Linked DNA regions of Triticum aestivum: regions 2 and 3 are each linked to region 1. Evidence: chromatin contacts called from public Hi-C data. All regions are on one chromosome and are shown on one strand. The core of a region is the stretch at or near the end of the contact, and the rest is flanking DNA. Distances in the headings are between cores, read along the strand shown. Region 1 holds the start of LOC123045682. Region 2 holds the start of LOC123045684 (probable inactive receptor kinase RLK902). Region 3 holds the start of LOC123041494 (lysine histidine transporter-like 6).

Evidence for each region. Hi-C and Micro-C count contacts between places; a contact is called where the count stands out from the background.
Region 2: a contact with region 1 is called in a Hi-C map of leaf, with 5 times the contacts expected there. The contact joins the promoter of LOC123045684 here to the promoter of LOC123045682 in region 1. A contact is called at or near these places in 2 of 5 Hi-C or Micro-C datasets (both in leaf).
Region 3: a Hi-C map of leaf shows a contact between it and region 1, with 5 times the contacts expected there. The contact joins the promoter of LOC123041494 here to the promoter of LOC123045682 in region 1. A contact is called at or near these places in 3 of 5 Hi-C or Micro-C datasets (all in leaf) and 1 of 1 datasets of contacts at active chromatin or transcription factors (leaf).

Annotation. Positions count from the first base shown.
Region 1 is chr2B:499,464,075-499,468,387 of IWGSC CS RefSeq v2.1, forward strand. It overlaps LOC123045682, which reads right to left and starts at 1,723. Exons shown (of 2, transcript XM_044468826.1): 1 at 1,068-1,723. The coding sequence starts at 1,436.
Region 2 is chr2B:499,821,181-499,825,493 of IWGSC CS RefSeq v2.1, forward strand. LOC123045684 (probable inactive receptor kinase RLK902) reads right to left here and starts at 2,395. Exons shown (of 2, transcript XM_044468829.1): 1 at 911-2,395; 2 at 1-812. The coding sequence starts at 2,249. The coding sequence ends at 148.
Region 3 is chr2B:499,168,580-499,172,892 of IWGSC CS RefSeq v2.1, forward strand. It overlaps LOC123041494 (lysine histidine transporter-like 6), which reads right to left and starts at 2,522. Exons shown (of 7, transcript XM_044464093.1): 1 at 2,407-2,522; 2 at 2,112-2,239; 3 at 1,251-2,028; 4 at 882-987; 5 at 710-801; 6 at 560-628; 7 at 107-450. The coding sequence starts at 2,436. The coding sequence ends at 352.

The sequences.
Region 1 (4,313 bases), core at 473-2,972:
ACACCAGGATATTGCAGATAAGGACATCAACAAACGACAATTAGTAACTAACCGAAATGAACACAAAAGCAGTAGTTCCCAACGCTCGTAAGCTCATATCCAGGTTTCCAATTTCAGGATCCATGCTCCAACTTAAAGTATGTTAGTTCTCGGTTGAACTTACAGGAGCCATCAAATGATGGAGTTAACAGCTCAACCATGAGAAACTGCTCACTCTCACTCAGGTGATCTCAGCTGCTTGATTACTTAATCGGATGACCTTGGAACTACAGAATGATTGAAGTAATAAAGGTTCCAGTGGAGCCATGTCAGCAAGCCACTTGCCACCAATAGCATACCTTATTCTACCTACAATCCTCATCCTGCTATTGACCATGTCACTTGTAGTTCTCGACAGCTATAATCAACAATTCTGTCAACATACAGCACACACAGAGGGCAGATTTACAAAACCAACTAGTCAAGTTAGCTCCACAAGACTGCAACCATGTTGCGCAAAGTCAAGAGCTCTGCATTGGCACACGATCCAGTTTCCTACAACATGCTCAGAGATAGCATACACGTTCTACTCATAACATGGTTCCAACTTGCAACTAGTACAGTAGTAAACTACATGTGGCAGCAGAGTATAACTATCCTCCTCGGATGCCCTCTGAGCTTTCAGTATCTCACAAATTAGTATTGTTTTCAGCAATATGGTGGACCACATCCCATAAATGAACACATCGAAACAATCTGATCTGGCAACAACAGCGCTCTGCCTCCCATTTCATCTTCTTCGTCAAACTACGTTCAGTATGACAGCTCGCTCGCTCTCAAATGCACAACCATCAAAAGCGCACAACCATTTTAGCTAGCAAGAACATACTGCTAGAATCAAGCTCTGGCTAGATCTTACTCCCAGGCCCTTTGATTGTGATTCTTTGTTACTTAGTATCTGTGGTTGTTTGCAGCAATTAATGGTCTAAGCAAGCTTTGACTCCACGAAAACTGCTGATCTATCTATCTGATTAAAGGACCACAAATTCGAAAGGGAAGGAGGAAGCAGGGGGTGGTGGTAGTGGTACCTTCTTGAGCGCGAGCGCGAGGCGCTTGCTCTCGAGGCGCGGCGTGGAGAGGACGACCTCCCGGGCGATCCAGATCGCGCGCCGCTGCAGCGCCAGCGGCATGTCCGCCGCGCGCACCCGCACCGCCACCTTCCTCCCCTCCCCGCTCGCGGCGTCCCCTTTGACCTTCGCCGCCTCCCTGTTGTCCTTGGCCTCCGGCTTAGCGGCCTTGCCCTCCCCGCCGCTGGGCTCCGCCGCCGATTTCCGCTCCACCTTGAGCTCTCGCTCCGGCTCCGGCTCCGGCTGGGGCGGGTCGTCGAGCCTGGTGCGGCGGACGAGCGAGCTGAGGTAGCGGCTGCGGCGCTCGAGCTCCTCCTGGGCCGGGTCCATGTTGATTCAGATGTTCCGGCGAGATAGATGTTGACCGGTCGCGGCGCAGATGGCTAGTCAGCAGCGGCGGTGGCAGGGGGGCATGGCCGCGAGTGGGAGGTGTTTGTCTCGGGGTCGGGACGGGAGGTGGTGGTGGTGGTGGCCGGTTGGGGTTTCTTGGGGTTTGCCTTTGCCCGGAAGAGAAGGGCTGTGAGTGCGATTGTTGCCGCTCCTGGAATTCGTGGGAGCAACTTTTGAGACAAAGCCTTTGTTTTGCTTTCGTTTCCAGGTATAATACTCGGCCTACACTTTGTTCGGTTGTTTGTGTGAATATAGGAGTGGTTTACGCTCAGTTCATGCTGACTAGGGATGCGATCTGATCCAGGGTGAGATTGGCCAGTAGCTTATCTGGTCCAGATTTCAGGGAAGAGAAAGATGGAACTAGACGTCCATTGTGTGTGTTTGTGCACGTGGTCCCTCAGGGAAGACTCGATTGTCCGTCGATTTGTGCCCAGGGCGCGCGTTTGACCAGCTGTCGGGGCCGGCAACCCCACAGTCGCTGGCCGAGCGTTCTCGCAGTCCCACCGGCCCCGCAGCGAAGACACGCCTCTACCAACTCGGAGGTCGAGGGATGGCATGGCACGATGGCCGCACTCCCCAGATTCCCTAGCCTGGCTTACTCGGATGCAGAGTAGCCAAGCTCAGCAGGTTCTAGCCGCTGCAATTCCGCTTAATCGCGACACCATATCGAATCAGATTAATAGCTAGACGAATCGTGGAAGGATGAGAATGCAACACAACTGCAGAACTACATCTACATCTAAGAGGAAAAAAAACATCTACATCTAAGAGGAAAAACCCAGCGATATCGAATAGCGCCAAGCAATGTACAACAACAGCACGTACGTTAGTGCTCGAATTTAAACCACCAAAGAGGCAGAACAAAGCACAACCAAAATATAGACCACCGTTATAGAAGTAGAGCGCAACCAGAGTTACCCATAAGCAGGGTAAAAGCAAAGAGAGAACACTACTGCACTAGCGCATCAATGACTACCAATCAGAGTATAGTCATGGAGCAGAACATAACAATAGTAAACTTCAATTCCTATATCAAGTCAAGTTACACAAACCGACTTCCCAAGGATTTCACAAATCAAAGATGAAGAATTCAAGCTTATACACAACAAAGGATTAACAAATATACTACATTCGTAGAGCTTGACCCCCAAAATGCACCAGCCCGGTTCAACCGCTATTGGGTGCTCAGAAATGGTTTAGTTTTTCTTCCCTAGAATACAACCTACATTACCAACCAAGGTCTATCAACCAAGGTCGACAAACCAACATGAAATCAGAGACATTAAGGCAACTACTCATCTTGAAACAGTTCGATTTCAAAATGTGGAAACCTGTCTATTCATTTTTATTTATTTATACTAGTTTTGTTGCTCGGTTTGTGATCAACAAAAGAGAAGAAAATGAACTAAGAACACTGGCTGCCTTGAAGCATATGATTAACGCATTAGCCTAGGAATGATGAGCTAGGCATCAGCCTACAACAGTACTATCACAGTATCAGTGCATATGAAGAACTACAATAAGAATTAACCGTCATGAAGTAAGCATAAACACTTTATGAAACACTTCCGAGTTTTTTTAGAACAAGCGCGTCAACATGCATATAAGAGGGGGGCAGATGGCCTACGACATCAATTTAGGTCCAGGACAAATAAAAAACAACCGAAAAACTTTGAAACGGTTCAAGTTCAAAATTTGGAATGCTTGGTTGCTCAGTTTGCAAGCAACAAGAAATGAACTAGGTTACTGGCTGCCAGTTTCCATGGTCCAGAATACTCTTGTAATACTAGCTGAACCAAATAGCAATTATGCAGAACTAAACAGGAAGTAACATCCCTCGCACAAGTCTGGAACAAGCATGGGATAAAGGATTCTTGTAAATCAAGAAATGCAATAGATGGGACAAAAACATGCATTACAGGACTATTGTTTAGATATTTTAGAGCTAAACTCCAACAATGCACAATAATTTATTAGACAAGGCATAAAACTGAAACATCACAGCATAATCCTATCGTACACTTGCATAGCAAATCCATAATTGCCTATTGTAACACTAGTGAAGAGAAAATACCAAGTTAAATGGAGAGTTACTTCCCATGAGAGCCCAATAGCTTATAAACAGGTCATGAGCACCCAAACAAGGAAATTATCACCAAAAGGTAATCATACTGCTGAGCTACATCAAACATCAAAGCATCAATCTATCATTCACTAGGACATTATATCCAGAATTAATTCCTGTCACCATAGAAGCAAACCCCAAGTTAAAGGACAGGACCTAAACAATACTACCCAGTGAAACCTAAACATCACAGTACAGACCTATCGTCCACTCACATATCAAATCAATAATTTGCTCTTGTAACACTAGAGAAGCAAATACAAAGTTAAATGGAACATTAGTTTGCACGAGCTCAATAGTATCAAGGCAGTTCATGAGCTCGCAAAGAAAATTATCACAAACAGGGCTAATATTCAATCATGTGTTAACCATACTGTTGAGCTAAAAACATCACAGCACCAACCTGTCATTCACTGGCATATCACACTATAGAAGAAAAGGCAAGTTAAAAGGATGCATTACTTCCAAGAAGCTAAAGCTAGTAAACAACCTATCATGCACTGGCATATCATTATCTAGAATTGATCCTTATAACAGTATAGTAGCAAAGGCAAGTTATAAGGATGCATTACTCCCAAGAAGCTAAAGCTAGTAAACAGCCTATCATGCACTGGCATATCATTATCTAGAATTGATCCTTATAACAGTATAGAAGCAAAGGCAAGTTAAAAGGATGCATTACTCCCAAGAAG
Region 2 (4,313 bases), core at 1,145-3,644, 360 kb after region 1:
AAAAAAAAGTAGAAAGCACACGGTGGTAAATAAGTAATGCCCTAAAGACACACGCAAGAAGACAAGATTCTCTTTTCTTCAGAATCTTCTTCCGTAAATTACCGAACGGTCGCCATGCTGGGTGACACGAACCGAGGCGATCGAGCCTCAGCTCTCTCGGATCGACCCGGCCGGCTTGAGCGGCCGATCGTCGGCCTCATCGACCGAGATGCTCCGACCAGGCCGTGGCATCGACGACGCCGACCCCGGGTCGGCGAGCTCCTGGATGCGGACGACGATCTCCGGCATCGCCGGTCGCTGGTCGGGCACCGGCACGGTGCAGTCCATGGCCAGCCGCAGCATCTCCACCATCTCCTCCTCCGCGCCCGGGTGCCTCAGCAGCTCCGTGTCGAACACCTCGGACGTCCACTCCTCGCGCACAACGGACCGCGCCCACCGCGGGAGGTCCACGCCCTCGTCGTGCAGCACGGCGTTCGTCGGCGCCTTCCCCGTCAGCATCTCCAGGAGTAGCACCCCGAAGCTGTACACGTCGGCCTTCTGCGAGAGCCGCCGCGGGTCGGCGACCACCTCGGGGGCGCGGTAGCCCGCCACGCGCATCGACGGCGCGCCGGCGGGGCCGACGAGGCTCGCCAGGCCGTGGTCGGCCACACGCGCGTCCACCGACCGGCCGAGGAGTATGTTGGACGACTTGATGTTGCCGTGCGCCACCTTGGAGCCCGTCGCGTGGATGTACTCCAGGCCGCGCGCCGAGGCCAGCGCGATCCGCCTCCTCGACTCCCAGCTCAGCGGCGATCGCCCGGCGCCACGGTTGCCTGAAATTCTCACCAGTTCAGAAATTTTGATCCGATTCGGAGCAGGGTTTCGAACCAGAAAACAGAGAGAACCGGACATGAACACTGAGCGTACGTACCGTGAAGCATCGAGGAGAGGCTCCCCGTGGCGACGAACTCGTACACCATGAGCCGCTCGTCCTTGCTGAAGTAGTAGGCCTGCAGGGGCACGACGTTAGGATGGTCCAGCCCACCGATCGCCGCGATCTTGTCCCGGAACTCGCGCTCCGGCAGCGACGTCTCCTTGAGACGCTTCACCGCCACCGCGGGCGCCGTCTCCAGCGCGGCCTTGTACGTGGTACCGTACGTGCCCTTGCCAAGAACCTCGGCGGACGCGCGGAGCAGGTCCTCCAGATCGTACGGCCTCGGCACCCTCCCGAAGAAGAAAAGCTTCTTCCGCCCCACGGAGACGGGGGCGACCGGAGGCGGCATTGAAGCGGGCGGAGGCGGCCGCGCGTCGGAGACCCGAGGAGTGTAGCTATTCGGGCTCATTGCCTCTTTGCTGTGCAGGGCCAGCTCCGCCGCGACGGCGTCCTGGCTGCGGTAGGTTCTTTTTGGCTTGCGGCGCAGGGCGCCACAGGCAATGACCAGAACAGCGGCGATAAGCAGGAAGCCCAAAGCGCAGCCGATCACAATGCCCGCGATGGCACCGCCGGCGAGGTGTCGCCGGCCACGGCCGTTTCCCGCGACCACGGCTTCGGGGGCAACCGTGGGAGGCTGGGACGGTGGTTGGGTAGATGGTGTTCGACACGGTGGGAGGGGCTTGCCACACAGTGTCGTGCCGAGGAAAGATGTGGCGGGCATGCCGCCGAAGCCTTTCGGAACCTCGCCGGTGAGGTCGTTGAAGGAGACGTTAAAAGACAAGAGGGATGGCATGTCGACGTTCGGCAGCTCTTTGGTGAAGAGGTTGCCCTCCAAGAAGAGCAGCTGCAGCTTCCCGCTCTTGGCAATGGCGGGCGGTATTCTCCCGGAGAGCCGGTTTTCAGCGAGATTTAGCTGCGTCAACGCCGGGAGGGAGAGAATCGCGGCCGGGAGCTCACCGGAGAAGTGGTTGGACTGCAGGTTGATGACCCGCAGCTTGACGCAGGAGGCCAGGTCGGCCGGCAGCGGGCCGGAGAGCGCGTTGAAGCGCAGAGACAGCACGGTGAGCCTGGTGAGGCCGCCGAGCGCGCCGACGGGGACGGAGCCGCGGAGGCCGTCCCCGGGCAGGTGGAGCCCCGTGACTCGGCCGCCGGAGCAGACGACGCCGGTCCAAGAGCACGTCTGCCGGGACGCGTTCCAGGACACGGACGCCGACCCGAACGGCGCGATGAAGGCCTGCAGCGCCGCGGTGTCGGACGCCAGGTCCTCGGCGCCGCGCGCCGCGCCGAAGGCCACGGCCAGGAGCAACGACAGCGCGGCGGCTACCGGCGGAGGCATGGCTGCGGTGGTCCCTTCCCTGGGCCGATCACACCATGTGAGAGGGTTGGAAGAGGAGAGGTGGGGAGGGACGAAACAAGAAAGTGGAATATAGGAAAGAAGCTTCACAAATGGCTCGTTTAGCGACAAGGGGAAGAAGACTTGAGGAGGGCGGGCGGACTCGCTTCCACAAAACGATGTCGCAAATCCGCAACCACATTCTTGGTCTGACTGTTCTCGACCGTCCGATGAAACGTTGGACGGCTGAGGTTTGCACGCCTGCCCGCTGCCATTGATCCTACTCCTGGTCCAGTTGACGCTGACGGTACGAGACGATGATCTGGAGCACAACTCAACTCAACAGTGCGCGAAAACGATCAGCGAAACAGTTGCTCGTTTGAATTTTGGTCAGTTGTTGCTAGCTGCTGATATCGAGATCCACTGCTTTGTAGGCCAATGTGATAAACACGAATCCCTGGCCATTTTCCTGCTGTCAGCAGACATATCCCCAGTGCAGTTCGCTTCGTGGACTGGTTCAGTTGATGATGCGTGGAGCTGTGGACGTGGACGTGGACGGCGTCGTGCAGCCGTGCGCGACGAAGTAAACCGGTCCCTGAAGGCCGGAACCGTAACTGTCGAGAGGTTTATGAGCGTTGTGTGGTGGCCTGTAAATGTCATGATGGCGTCAGGTGCAGGAAAAATTTGAGCGAGTGTGTGAGGATCGTCTGTCAGTTACCGTCCGTTGAGCGAGTAACTTCTCGGCAATGCTGAGCTAGGAACGCGCATTTCCTTCGCAAGTGCAGAATTGAATTGGCCAAACGGCCAAAACAATTAGGAATAGCCGAGAACGAATGGTGGTCAGAGCCAGTCACATCGCGTCCTTCGTTTATCGACAGATTTTGCAAGCGATGGGATGCAAAATTTAAGAGCCAAGTATTTTCTCGATGGTGATCTGTTGAAATGCAAACTTTTAAAAAGGGCTCCTCTATTACTTGGCAAAGTATTATGACGAGAGTTAATTCGTTAAAGCATGGTTATATCTGGCGAGTGGACAATGGACCAAATATTGCTATTTGGGAAGATGAATGAATCCCAAATTGCGAGAATAGGAACATTATTACTCCAAGAGGGGGACACCTCTATCAAGGTTCTTTGATCTTATTGCTTCCAGTCACTAGTTAATGGGATGAAGACCTGATGAAACAAATGTTATGGCCAATTAATGCTCAGCGGGCCCTTGAGATTTCTCTTTCTTTGCATGATATGTCAGATTTTATAGTGTTGAGCTACAAAAAAAAGTTCACTGTCAATCAGCTTATTTTATGGAATGAGACTACCAACAAGGGAGTAAACTTCGACATACTAATGGTTCGAGACAAATTGATGTTAATCCTATTTGATCTAACATTTCGAAATTATCTTGTTCGACAAAAGTTAAAATCTTTATTTGGCGCACGTTGTATGGCACTCTCTCTTATCGTGTTACACTTGCCAATAGACATTTGAAAGTATTGCTCCAATGCCCATCTTCTTCTCATGAGTCAGAAGGTACAAAGCACCTATTATTTCAGTGCCGGAAAGCTAAGGACGTATGGAGTAAGCTCGGGATGGATAAAGTGATTAAAGGAGCCTGTGAAAGATCGTGCATGTGAGGCTTTCATTGAGTTCTTACTTCTGCTACCAGACCAAGATTTCTCCATTCCGGGTCTCCAGAATGTTCGTGAATTGATAGCCATTACAACTTAGTTTTTGTGGTAGGAAAGGTGTAAACCGGTTCATGAGGGGACAACTTAAGATGTGTATCAAATTTCTATGGGGATTCTATGAGGGGACAACTTAAGATGCTCTAACGACAAATTACGTTAATGCATCTTCCCCCAATGCTACAAGTAAAAGAGGGGAATGGACTCGGCCTCCTAGGGATTTTGCAAAACTTAATATTGATGCATCTTTTGATCAAGACATGATTAAGGGCATGGCATCGTCATTAGAGATGATAAAGGGGATTTTATTGTTGGCGGAAATTTAAGAATCGAGTGGTGTGCAGATGTCCGATGGCTGAAGTTCTGGTGCTAATATTCAGCC
Region 3 (4,313 bases), core at 1,272-3,771, 290 kb before region 1:
CCCTACCCATTCTGGTCGGGTGCCCATAGGCAGACGGACCCATGGGTCGGATTGCCAGGTTGAGTTGCAACTGTTTTCACGTTGCAACAGATTTGGAACCAAGATGTGACAAAGTACACGATCTGTATTGCAGCATAGTATGGACAAGGTTTATTAAGTGACGGGCACAAGGTACTACGCCGATCACTCGGACATCATCTACCATTCGCATGTCACGACATTAGTTTGACACTCCGCAGAAGCAGGTCACCCTCTGAATCGAAGCCAACGACCTTCAGCGATTCGATGAGAGGCCACTGTTACACTGTAGGCACGACGGCTACCTGCAGCTAGCTAGCCGCGCGTACGCCTTCAAGAGTAGAACTGGAACGTGGAGGCGTCCTGGATGATGCTCCTTAACCCGCCCATGGTGGAAACCAGCATCAGCAGCACCCCGACGACGATGCACCCCTGCAGCAAAACCAATTGTCAAACTATTGACAAAATATAACCTGAACCCTCTCTCTCAGTTCAGGTGTCGGAGTTTCGTCAGAAAAATCAGGTGTCCGGAAATGTGTACCCAATTGGCGAGCCACGACGCGCTGAACCTCAGAGGCTTCTTGATCTTCAGCCATAGGATGCAGGGGAGCTGCAGTAGCAAAAAAGTCATGGAAGCTCAGCCCATAAACACGTATAACATCGTGATCGGTGGTGAGGCAACGGGGCTTACGAAGAAGGAGGTGGGCGTGAATCCGAAGCCCCCGAAGAAGCCGAGGAGGTCGCCGAAGAACGGGAAAGTCACGGCGACGAACAGCGTGAACGCTGCAACGACACGATCGATCAGTTGGTGAACAGATTGATGTGTGTATGCATGTCGTTTCAACGATGTGATTGATTCTTACCGACGTAGGTTGATCGAGCCACCAGACGGAGCAGCAGCCCCGGTGGAACCCTGAACCTCGTGGTCAGAAACGTTTCCATGCTTTCGAATATTGGCATGGCGTATACCTGAAACGTTGCAGCGGTAGTTAAGTTGGTCACTGGTCAGTTCCATGTTTCAGCCACTGGTGGCTCAGTGCTGCAGTCAACGTTCCAAAAAAACAGGTTCCATGGTGCCAGATCTCTAAAGCTCATTAGTAACTCCATTGTGCCATATTCTGTGACCACTACAGAAGGCTTTCTAGGAAATGGAAGGTTTCTTTTGATGATTATTATGCTCTGACCACTTTATGTTTTTGTAGGTTCATGTCATCCAAGAGTACATGGCTTACCTGATAGCTCCCGACGACATGGATGACCACCATCATGTTGGCGGCGGCGACGAGCCAGGGCGGGCGCTCCAGCGCCACGAGCACGTTGTCGCTCACGTCCTGGCCGAACGTCCAGTACCCGATGAACGCCACGGGGAAGTAGCACGCGGCGGTGACCATGTAGGCGGCGACGGTGCCCTTCCACATGGGCACCTTGGACGGCTTGGTAGGCGTGGACGGGATGGTGGCCTGGATCTCCAGGACCACGCCGTGCCCGGCGAACGCGAAAGCCACCTGCCCCAGCGCGCTGCACACCCGGAACACCGAGTCCGCCGCCGTGCCGGCCTTGTACGCGTAGCTCACCCCGGCGACGGGGCCCTTGGCCAAGCACGCCGCCCACGATATGGTGGAGTAGCTGAGGGACATGACGGCGGCGGCGAGGGAGATGGCGGTGATGGAGTTGAGGTCGCGGAGCTGCGAGAGCAGGAACTGGGAGGAGCCGAAGATGCAAATCCAGTAGGACTGGTGCAGCCGCGTGCAGCCCGGGCATACAGACTCGGCGAACTTCTGCAGGCAGTTGCCGCCGGTGACCATGTAGACGACGTCGCAGCCGAGCTGCACGATGAGCTGCTGCGGCACCACCACCCACAGGCCCAGCCGCGGGCCCAGCGCGTGCACGCCCAGGTCACGGTACCGGTCGAAGCGCACGCCGGGCACGCACTCGTGGAGCTCGATCAGCAGCCGCAGCGTGTACAGCGTGATGCACCACGACACCAGCAGCGCCACTATCCCTGGCCCCCTGGACACGTACAATAACTGAATTTAGACGTACGTACCACTAGCTGTTAAGCGTTGGTTTGGATCACACGGACGCAAACCTACCATCCGAGGTGAGCCATGGCGTAGGGCAGGCTGAGCACGCCGGCGCCGACCATCGCGGTGACATTGTGGAACGTCACGTACCACCATTTGGCACGGCGGGCAGTGCCCTCCTTCTCACCGTCGACCACCTGATGATCAAGAAAGAAGAACCCCGGTTATGATGCATGCTAAAGTTTGATGATAGAGCGACACACATGCATGCAGGGCGATGCGCCCGTCAGATCATATTGACGCATCTAAGAAACTGCATGCAGGTGTCCAAATCACCGAGTCGGTAAGCACTACGCTCCCAGACCTTAGGAAGAACGACTGAAGGCGAGCCCATGGCCAGCAAGCTCCGCACCCACCGGCTCTGTCACTGAACATACGCAACTTGGGAGTGCAGAGGGGGTGTATTTATACCGGTACTAGCTTAACCAGTGAGTGCTTGGCAGTATTAACATATGTTGGAAAAGAGCTCCAGAATTTCAGCGCTTGCAAGTTGCGACGGAGACGTAAAGTTTAATTAAGACGCGGATCATTACTCAGTAAGAATAATGATTAGGTGCCGAAACAAAAGGAGCGGCGTCGGTTCACCGGGGAATAATCAAGACTTATCCCGGTTTCAGAAGAGGCTAAGAGAATAACCAAAGGAATCTCGGTGCGTTCAATTTCGGGCTAAGTCGATGTACAGAAATCCGTAAAGCGAACATTTGATTTCTTGTGTGTTTTGTGAGATGATGATTCGATGTCCTGTCAGTGGGTTATTTGGCCATATTGCGCACGAGAGAAGCTTTTATGGCTGCTACACTCGAGTAAAGGCATTCTCGCCGTCTAGATCCACGGGGACTGTGGCCGTGGGCAATTTCCGTAGTGGCTAGCGACTTTGGTCGTACGATTTGTGGGTTTAGGTTAGGTACAAACACCTAAAGAGGAGGCACAACTGGAAGGAGCTTGGATATTGTTTTGGGGAGGGAGCCCCCCTTGTTTTTCCCATGCACTGCACAAAAGGTGGTAGTACATCATTTTCAAGCACGAGCAGCACATATTTGAAGTAGATCGTCACAAAAGATGCACATTTCCGCGACGGCAAAAACCCAAGCTTTGCTTACTAATGATGATCTGTTACTGTTGTACAGAAAAGTGGTCAGAAATTCGACGCTCTTACAGGGGGCGAACCCACGGGCAAACCCTATTTGGCGCTGCAGGCGCCGGTTACTACTGTTTCTGCAAACCGGCGCCTGCAGGCGCGTTAGCTGGGCCGGCCCATCTAGTTTTCCTTCACCGTATTTAAAACAGCAAAAACTAGATCGTCACAAAAGATGCACATTTCCCCGACGGCAAAAACCCAAGCTTTGCTTACTAATGATGATCTGTTACTGTTGTACAGAAAAGTGGTCAGAAATTCGACGCTCTTACAGGGGGCGAACCCACGGGCAAACCCTATTTGGCGCTGCAGGCGCCGGTTACTACTGTTTCTGCAAACCGGCGCCTGCAGGCGCGTTAGCTGGGCCGGCCCATCTAGTTTTCCTTCTCTGTATTTAAAACAGCAAAAACGAACTGCCGCGCTCCTCCTAATTCGAACCAGCGTCCCCCAAACGAAGTTAACCTGGAGCAACCACCACGCCACCCCAGCATGAGCTGGTAAAAGAAAACTTTCTTATTCTTTCATTCTTTCCTTTCCCTTTTTTCTTTTTTCTTTTATTTCATTTTCCATTCTTCATTTTCGTATTCAGGTTTTATCTTTTTCTTCTGGTTCGTTGATTTGTTTCCAAATTCGCGAACTTTTATTTTAATTCATTTAATCTTTTTAAATTTGATGAACTTATTTTTCAAATTTTTGAATTTTTTCCAAATCAATTAACTTTTTTTCATGGTGATATTTTTTGAAAATTTATCAACATATTTATAGCTTCGGTGATTTTTTTTTTGAAATGGATGAACTTTTTTTGTTTTCCTTTTTATTTTATCTTTATTTTCCTTCTTCCTCATTCGATGAATTGTCCGCAAATACGTGAACATTTTCTTCGAATCTATGAACTTTTTTTGGAGTTCGATAAAAAATTTCAATTTTTGATGAACTCAAATTGATGAACATTTTTTAATTTCGATGAACTTTTTTCAAATTCGATGAACTTTTTTCAACTTGGAAGCATTTTTTCGATTTTTCTTGAACTATTTTGTATTTCATGAACTTTTTTAAAAAAAATAATGAACTTCTTT